2 separate regions of the Mus musculus genome follow, and region 1 is linked to region 2. The links are chromatin contacts, called in public promoter capture Hi-C maps. All regions are on one chromosome and are shown on one strand. The core of a region is the stretch at or near the end of the contact, and the rest is flanking DNA. Distances in the headings are between cores, read along the strand shown. Region 1 overlaps Plekhm3 (pleckstrin homology domain containing, family M, member 3). Region 2 overlaps Plekhm3 (pleckstrin homology domain containing, family M, member 3).

Evidence for each region. Capture Hi-C pulls out chosen DNA fragments and counts their contacts.
Region 1: a promoter capture Hi-C map of adipose tissue shows a contact between it and region 2. The contact joins two enhancer-like sites. A contact is called at or near these places in 1 of 39 promoter capture datasets (the 3T3-L1 cell line), 9 of 484 Hi-C or Micro-C datasets (the 3T3-L1 cell line, the N1E-115 cell line, bone marrow-derived macrophages and 6 more), 2 of 115 datasets of contacts at active chromatin or transcription factors (embryonic stem cells and pancreatic cancer cells) and 3 of 9 other capture datasets (adipose tissue, embryonic stem cells and liver).

The regions. Positions count from the first base shown.
Region 1 is chr1:64,905,702-64,910,168 of GRCm38.p6, reverse strand. The region is part of intron 3 of Plekhm3 (pleckstrin homology domain containing, family M, member 3); the gene reads left to right. Among named protein-coding and RNA genes, the nearest start is that of Gm51628, 21 kb to the right of the region's middle. Within about 2 kb of position 2,233, at least 16 of the 459 cell types and tissues checked have an H3K27ac peak or open chromatin away from gene starts, as enhancers often do. A contact at or near this core is called in adipose tissue and brown adipocytes, where this site is marked.
Region 2 is chr1:64,835,182-64,839,776 of GRCm38.p6, reverse strand. All of the region lies in intron 6 of Plekhm3 (pleckstrin homology domain containing, family M, member 3), which reads left to right. Among named protein-coding and RNA genes, the nearest start is that of Gm51628, 49 kb to the left of the region's middle. Within about 2 kb of position 2,981, at least 18 of the 459 cell types and tissues checked have an H3K27ac peak or open chromatin away from gene starts, as enhancers often do. A contact at or near this core is called in adipose tissue and brown adipocytes, where this site is marked.

The sequences.
Region 1 (4,467 bases), core at 984-3,483, 71 kb before region 2:
GTGCGGCTCCCAGTGCTACCCAAACTCATATTTCAGGTCAGTGTCCTCAAGTCCTCAAGAGCACTTTTTGCAACCCCTCAAACTGCTTAGGACTTTCTAAATCCCCTCACTGTAATGCAAGCTTAGTGCCCCTTGCTCAACTGCTATTCACAATTGAGATTGTAAGATTTTTTTGTGTAATTGTTTGCTTAATGTATGCTTCCTGAATGTGGCTGCAGATATTGCCCTGGCAGTTGCTGTATTCATCATGTTCATTGCCATCTACCTAACTCTGCATCTGGTGCAGTGTAGATGTGCACTGAACGGTTTTGGTGAACTATCTGGACCTTCCTTCAGCACTCCCACATTGGCTTTGCTGCTCTCCCACCATTTCTAGGGATCTCAGACAGGAGTCATCCGCATAACAAATTGACACGTTCACCACTAAATTGTCTAAGTTGTTTAAAATGTTTAGTAGATGATGAGTGTAAAACCTACTCATGCCAAACTTGAGATGATTCTACATCTTGCAGCTTCTAGGCACTTCTGAGTTTTCAATACGTGACTTCAGAGCTTCGCTGTGCTAATATGAGGGATAAGCATGTAACATTTCCAAATGTGCTTAACCTGCCTCCATGGACTAGGGGTTCTCAAACTTGGCTTGCCCCCTTCTGGGAACTGCATTATCAGAACTTACTTGACACGTGTGTACCTATTCTGTTTCAACTCAGTTATTCACTGCAGTTCAAGCATGACACCCAGTCCTTCATAAAACTATTCCATTTCACATGCCAGCTACAGTTGTCCAGGACCACTGGGCTACATTCACGATGACTGGCTCTAAATGCTCAGGGGTTCTCATACTAATTTGCCAGAACAACCAACAGAACTCAGAAAAGAGCTATACTTACAATTAATGGTTTTATTATAAAGAACATGAATCAGGAGCAACCAAATGGACAGACAGACTGTTCTTCTTGGAGAATCAGAGTGCATCACCATCTCATCACATGATCTGTTCAAAGTGAGGAAGCTCCCTGGAACTTCATACCCATGCTGTACAAAATTGCTGTTTGCACAGCAATTCCATGACATAGGTAAAGTAGGTTGATTCATCAGCCACATGTTTGAACTCAATCATTAGCCACTCTTTCTCCCTTGGGGTCAGGCTGACTAGCAGACCCTGCTCTATTCATGTGGTGGATCTTTCTGGTGACCAGCTCTCTTCCTAAAGCCATTGAATGGCTTCATTACTATAAACTCAGGTGTAATTTAATGGGCTCACAAGTAGCAGAGGCATTTGTATCATTTAGGGAAAATTCTGGCTCCCTGCCAGAATCCAGGGATAAAGACCACACATGTTATTGTATAGCAGTACAGGGTAGTATATAACCATTTCGGAAACCAAAATGGCACCTAGCTAGAAGAGGGATACGTGATGTATGTGGTTTCCCCCTAGGAAAACAAGTAGCCCTCAGCATTTACCTGTTCCATTGTTTAAATCAGCCCGCTTTCAACACAGACTGTAGCTGTCTAGGAGAGGAGATTTTGGATGGTATTTTCCTGGGCACTCCTGGGGCCAAATTGCTTCAGAGTCAGGCTAGAACCTATCAGCTTTATTCTGTCCACCTCCTGCCACTCTCCAGAGCACCAGCTGCTCTAATGCAGATACCACTCTCAAGTTTTACCTTAAAATGGTGTGCTTATTTTTTAATATATACAAAATAATGAGCTAAATTGCTTTTCTCTATTACTTTTAACTGAAAAGAAAATGTAATTTGTTGTGTAAAATGTAATATACCACAGAAACTAGGGTTCCAAGATTTTAGATGTGGATTCGAAGCTATTTCCAACAAGACTAGAAATCATATTCACCAAAGCTTATGTCTTCCCCGTTTAATTCATATGGGGCTGAACCAAAAGCCTTGCTGAAAGTTACTGTCCTTTCAAATCACCAGGCCTGTGCCTCTGACTTAGAGGATCGGACTTATCTTGACAGTCTTGATCTCTTTTTCCTATTTCATCAATAAAGATGTCCTTCTCAAGCCCCAGACTCTTAGAGACCACACAGAATAATAGGCACACCTGATGTGTGGCTGGGAGGCATCCAGACTCAGTGGGTACGTAATAAATTAGGGGCACAGAAGCATGGTCTCCTACTGGTAGCCTGCCACTGACTTAGAGCCTCAAGCCAGCCTTTCCAGTTTTGTGAGTCAGCACCATCAACACTTTGTCCTGGGGGGAAGGTTTAGCTACTTTGTCTGTATACAGTTCATGTATTACGAAATTCTAGCCAAACCAAAGTCAAATATCTTAACTCAGCAATACTGTACCACTGTATTTTTGCCCAGAAAATATGGGGAGGTTCTTTGGTGATGTCTTAGATAAAGAGAAGTCTGTAGCCTAACAAAGGATGGGCCACCTTTGGGAAGATGATATTTCTCATCCATTGCTAGGATGAAGGATTTTAGTTTGAATAAAAGGTGCCAGATAATGCCAAAGGTTTCCTGGCATCTCCTGAAGCTACCAATAATCCTACCATCATGCACATGCCAGTTGCTTTCCTCTTTCCTTCCCTACCTTGAGTGGATGCTTTCTGTCCTAGCCATGAACCTTAAGGAGTTTTACAGGGTTCACAAACAGTGTGTCTTCCTTTTTCTTTCAGACATCATAAAGAAGAGACCGTAAAGAAGAGATTGTATTGTTTAGAGATTACATTTATTATTCTTTAATGAACCCCTAAGTTAGATTCATTTGTGCATCTGGCCACAGCTGGAATCCCTGAGATAATACCCTCTTACTGCAGTAGGCAGAATACCAGCTCTCTGAGGTCAAGTGGAACATGCCAGGATCCTTCTTTTAAACTCACTTGTTAGGAGATACCTCAGATGGATGACATTTGCCACCAAAGGAAAGTCTAGTGACCCGAGTTTGATCCCCAGAACCCATGTAAAGGTAGAAGGAGAGAACCAGTTCCCTACAGTTGTCCTTTGACTTCTGCTACTGCACAGTTGTACATGTACCCCCTCCCATCACACACTAATATATAAATATTTAAGAAGTAAACTAATCAGTTAGATACCTCATTTCTCTGTCTGTGAAGAGTTCTGATTAGGGGTTGGGAGAGAATTAGGGATTATTATGCTAAGAAATTCCTTTCAAATGGCAAAGTGGGGACCAGAAAATAGGTATTTTCTACTTATATAGGCAGTTTTTAATTTTCCCTACCCTATTAAATGAAAAGATTAAATAGCCTTGCTTTAATACCAAACATTTAGTTAAAATATTAGCTTTGGAAATGGTCATAGATGTGTTTTAAGAGGAGCAGAAAAACCTAGAAGTCATAAAACAAAGGAATAAAGGAAAGAAGCAAGGCAAGACAGTCTCCAAAACTCATAAGGCATATGGAACTTGGTGCGGGATGAAAATGAGATCCAAGTATGGATTGATAGGAACCTGATGAAAGTCATCTTTTTCCATTTTGAGACTGTCTCTAGTACTCTTTGGGTCCACTCTCATGACTTTAATTTTATCAAATTGTTGTCATTACTGAAATAGCTCAAGTAGGCATTACTCTGAGAGATGCTGTCAGGGAAGAAGAAGGAAGATTGTGTTTTAAAGATACTGTAAAGTTCAAAGAGATGAGACCTCATGCAGTATGAGAGAAGAGAAGCAGTGTTAAGAACAGGGAGAGACGTGAGGGGAAGTCAGAGGGGCTGCCATGCAACACTACATGTGATTAAGCCACAGACTGAATGGGGCTAATGCAAGTAGAGACCTCTAAATCCAAGCTGGAAGAAAAGATAAGGTCCAGAGACAGAGTAGAAACAGCTTGTTTCTCAGAAAAACAAAATGGAGAATATCAACTTTTAAGCTGCTAAAAGGTTGTTGACCTTTGAGACCAATCATAATAGAAATGTAACTAGGAAATCACACAGAGAGAGCTAGTGGTGATTTAGCAGAACATTAAATGCCAGGGGAAGTCTCTGTAGAAAGAACGTAATTGGAGCATACATTGGCAAGATAAAGTGTTTGGAGCAGGGCTGGGACTAAGAGAAGGTGAGCCAGGTTCTTGTTTTAGTATGGGATCTTCCAGAAGACCCACATGATTAAGATAAAGAATACTTTAATATAATATCCTCAACATGGAAAATAATGCTAAAGGTCCTGAATTTAGAGACGGGTCAGCATTACTATTTCTTCTTTGCTTGGGCTAAGCTCATTTCAGAGGAACATTCCAGTGAGGCAACTTATTTAGTACACATCTTTGTCCAGCTCTCAATGTGTAATTCCTAAGCAGCCGAGCCTAGTCTTTGCCTTTTACATACTGAGGTGGGCCTGATCTGGATCACAGGGCTGCAGGCCCAGTGTTACAGTCTTGTCAAAGGAGGAGCTAAGCTATGCTCAAGGAGCAGTAACCCCTGTGGCCAGTGGTCTTCAAATAAGAGTCCTTAGAGGACAAGTGAGTCACCAAAAGGATTAATTTGT
Region 2 (4,595 bases), core at 1,732-4,231:
GCTGAAGTGAACAAGATACTGGAAGAAAAGTTAGCCATCAGCATAGAAAGGGGGATAGTGCCAAGAAGCATGCTAGGGAGATGGAGAAACTGGCTGAGGAAGACAGTTTAATAATCCAGGACCTTCTGAATGAGACTGACATCAAGGTAGCCCCCAAAATGGCCTAAAGAGTGCTATAAATTCCCACTATAACCTTGTCTTGGAGTTTAATGAGCCAAATATGTATTTGCCTGCTGTCTCCTGCCCTAACCTTGACCAAGTCCTACTGAATTAATACCCTCTCTTTCTACTGGACTGCCTTGGCAACCCTTTTGTTCTTGCTGTACTAAAAATAGTTCCAGGGACAAAAGGGATGAGATACATGAAAGGCAACAGCTTAGGATATGTTAATATAAGTCTTTCTTGTTCAGGACCAACTAATCCATCTTAGGAGCCCCTAGAACTCATGCTTTTTGATGTTGGCGTTTTATTCAATGATTTATTGATGGCTGACCCTTTTACTGTATTTCATAATATGAATTCAAATTTAACACTTGTAGTCACTCTGAGGATTAAATCCTATGTTAATTCTGTTGTTTACTCTAAATAGACAAAATATCGATTGCATAATTAAAAAGTTAATATACTTAGCCTTGTTTACCTAAGTAGCAACTTAAAGCTAAGATTCTGATCTGTGGTAAAACGTCTTTTTGTGTGACAAATGTGCCTTGTGCTATGCCTTATTTAAAGACAAAACTATATAATTTAGACATGTTTGTCAGATACATGAGGCATGGCAGAAACTTAAAAGCAAAGTGCACTGTAAGTTACTTTAAATGTATGCATAACGTGTTGTTCTGTTTTAATTTGAGCAAAATGCTTATTGTCATTCTAGAGCAGTGCTTTCTAAAAATGTTCTCTACAACTATATGCCTGACAGAGTCTAGCCTAGGCCTAGACCAAACCTGGACATAGTGTTTCCAAAATGTGAAATAAGAAAATAATCTGATTTGTGCCAATGACTGTTAAGAGTCATATATATCCATTGGATTTGCATTGAATTCTATTGTTATTCTTGTTTTAGAGATGAAAATCTTAGCAGGGAGGCTTGCTCTAGATCACCAGTTAGTTCAGAGTTCAAAATTTAGGTTCAGAAAGGCTGTTTTCAACAGCACTCTTACTTTCTAAGTAAGCGGGGGTGCCTCTGGCTCCACAGACCATTAACCATTATGATGTGAGTTGTTACAATCATTTTAGGTATAGATTAAAATATTTTATGGAAAGAAAGGTGTCCTTTCATTTCTCTCCATTCTTCAGGTTAAATCAAGTTTCATTCTGGTGCTAGTAGGATTTGAATCTTTGCTATTTGATGGCCTCCTTTTCAGCAGTTGATGTCAACAGTGGAGCCAGCAAATAGAAAGGGGCTCAGGCAGTTGCAGGATCAGCTTGATTTCATGGCTTTTGACTTATGATATCCATAGAGGACTTTTATTTTAAATAAATGTATTTAAAGTACCCAAATTGTTTAATTTAAACAAAGTATTGAATAAATAGCATATATGGAATGCAGCTGTGACAAATGACCATTTATTTTTATATAATTGAAGTTTTAGAAACACTGTCATTATCCAGCATTTTGAAACTCACTGTAATATGACTTCAGCTTTCAGTGGCTTTTAACCTGTAAGTTTCTTTCTTTTCTCCTGTTGGAATTCCCATGTGCTTCTATCAAAGAAGTTCCCCCAGGCTAGAGAGATAGCTCAGTTGATAAAGTGTATTGCAAGCTTGGGAACTTAGGATAAATCCCTGAATCCAGGCATGGTGGTACAAATGTAGAATTCCCATCCTAGGGAACAGAGACAGAGGATTCTGGTGTGTCCTGGCCAGCCACTGTAGCTGAATCAGTAAGCCCTGGTACTAATATGAAATCTTAATTCAGAAAGAAAGATTGGTGGCACCTGAGGAGTGACACCCAGGATTGTCCTCTGATCACACTCTAGTGCAAACACATTTATGCTCACCTGCACATGTTCTTGCACACACACACACACACACACACACACACACACACACACACACACACACACAAAGATTTCCAGTGCCCCTTTGTAGATCTGGTGTTTTCACCAGATGTTAATAATGTCACACTCATAAAGAGATCAGTTTTAAATACTTCTTTTTCCTGAAATAATTCCATCCCTACATTCTTTGTGGTTTTAGAATCTCCTTTTATAAAGAGATAGTGATAGTAGATGATAGATTTTGGTACATTTTTAGTATCTTTGATGTGGCAAAATAAAAACTTGGAAATTATTTTTTAAGTGAAGCTGATCTAGACTCCATCATGGTCTGTGATCACAGACTACAAGGGCTTTTCCTGTCACTCTGTCCTGACAGTAGAGCCCTTCTCCGTTGCCTAGCAGTCTTATGTATCTCAGGACCGGTGGTATGGACTTATACTAAGCCTTATTTCTAAAGCACATTCAAGCATTTTCTTCAGGGACATTATTTAAAAGGCCTCTGTTTGTGACACTCTTGTGTCTGTTCCCTATGTTTATAGTTTTGCTTTCCAAAATAGCTATTCTGTCCTTCGGTATCCATGAGTGATCATGTCCTACTGTTTCAGACGGGCATCAGCTACCTCGTTCTGGAGCTGTTTCCTTGGCTTCTAGTTTGTTCAATACATATTTGCACATGCCTACCACCAAAGCTCTCAGTTCTTACTATAGAAAGAAATAGAAGGTTTTACTATTCCATACTTATTCTCATCCACCCCTAATGTACAAGATGCCTGTAGACGCCTGAACTCACTGGCTTCTTATCTCCAGATTCTTCGGTGATAAATTAGTTTTCCAGTTCATGTGCGCTCTTGCTAGACCACCATCCAATCCTGCTCTTATGGCTGGGTTCTGAGATCAGAAATCCACCCTTAGCCTCTGATGTTGCAATGTTCAGTTTTAAATAGTCAGAATAGACTCCAGGCGAAAGCTCCCTGGAGTTCTTTCCGTTTTGACTTGTGCCAGCCATGGCTTTGGAAAACAGTTACAAAACAAGACTTGAACTCCACGTTCCTGTCTTAGTCACTTTCCCAGGGAAGAAGAAAGACATAACCTTCTGCCTGGCACAAGGTGGGTACCAAAGCCTGTGGTAGTGAAGGCACAGATGTGGACCCTCTCAAGTTTAGAATGTATACATCATTATGACTAAGTGTGCCAAGCTGGTGTAACAGGTACCAGGACATGGGCATGGATCTGCCTTTTAGTCTTAAAAAAAAATCTATCGGTGGAAAATAATTTTTGTTATTTGATTAGAGCTGTATAGTCAGCCAACTCCTACTGTAATAGCCTAGACCTTCTATAATATTTTAGAGAAATAGGAAAAGAAAACAAGAGTGCATTTCTGACCATGTTTGAGAGCCAGGCTTCTGTCACTAAGTAATGAAGTAGCTCAAGTAGCCTTGCATAAGTGGGAATTTGCGGTTTCTAAAGCTGCCCGTTCCCCCAAACGACTAAAATATGTTATTGGTATTTGACTGTTTCTTATGTTTTGCTCTCCTTAAGTTTCTTTTTAAAGGGGTTTGAGTTTAAAAGCACAACCACTGAAAAATGCAATTTAATCATAGAACTGTGAAAGGCTAAGCCCAGAGTTAACCCCAGGATGCTCTGGGCTTTTTTGTTAAACCAAAGCTTAGAATGAGCCTTAATCCCAGGGCATGCTAGCAAGCAAGAAGGAAGTGGATAGTTAGGCCGGGGACACAGGGGATGGGCCAGTCTGGCTGCCACTTACTTAAGCCCTTCCCATTGGGAGGCCAAGCAGCTGATTTACACTGGAAAGAACAAGAGAAAGGAAAGAGGAGTCAGTAACAGCAGCAAGAGCCTTGGAGGATAGGAGGGCTCCTGGGTGGGAGTACTGTCACCCACACTGCAGTGCATCACAGAGTGGAACCCCAAAGACCTCCTTAGTCCCAGTTCACTTTATGAATAGCTGTGGGGTTTGCCTGACTAGTAAGGTATGTGATGGTAGGGAATTTGGAATTGTGATCTGTTGCTAAAGAGAAAGTAATCTTTTAGGCAGCTGAGCAGGGAGGTTCACAGCCCAGCAGCCATCTCTAGACCTGAAATGGAAAGCTAGTATGATAATGACATGAGGACCCAGGGAATCATCTGCCTTATACTTCAGTCTTATTGGCCAGTACCATAGTCAACAAAGAGATACACACCAATCGCTTCTTTTCTCTTTGTGTAGAGAGCATGGCACATTCTTGAAAGTATATCAGTGTTTACCTTGATTTTTTTTTAATTTAATTAAATAATCATCAGAAATGCTGGTGATTTGGAATGCTTATATAAGATTCCATTGCTACAGTTGGCTTAATTTTCTCTCTCCACCCTCACCCCTTTTTTTTTACTGGCTATTTAAAGATTTCCAGTTCTTTCTTATTATAAAGAATATACTCTGATAAGCATACTTGTGCAAGAACATTATTTTTAATAATAAGATAAAATTAGATTAATTACTGAAGAGATGTGAACTTTTCAAAGTGCCTGGGATATAATTATAAGTCCTTCATGTCACTAGAGCATTAACTATTGTCATTTTTAAAAACATAAATCTGA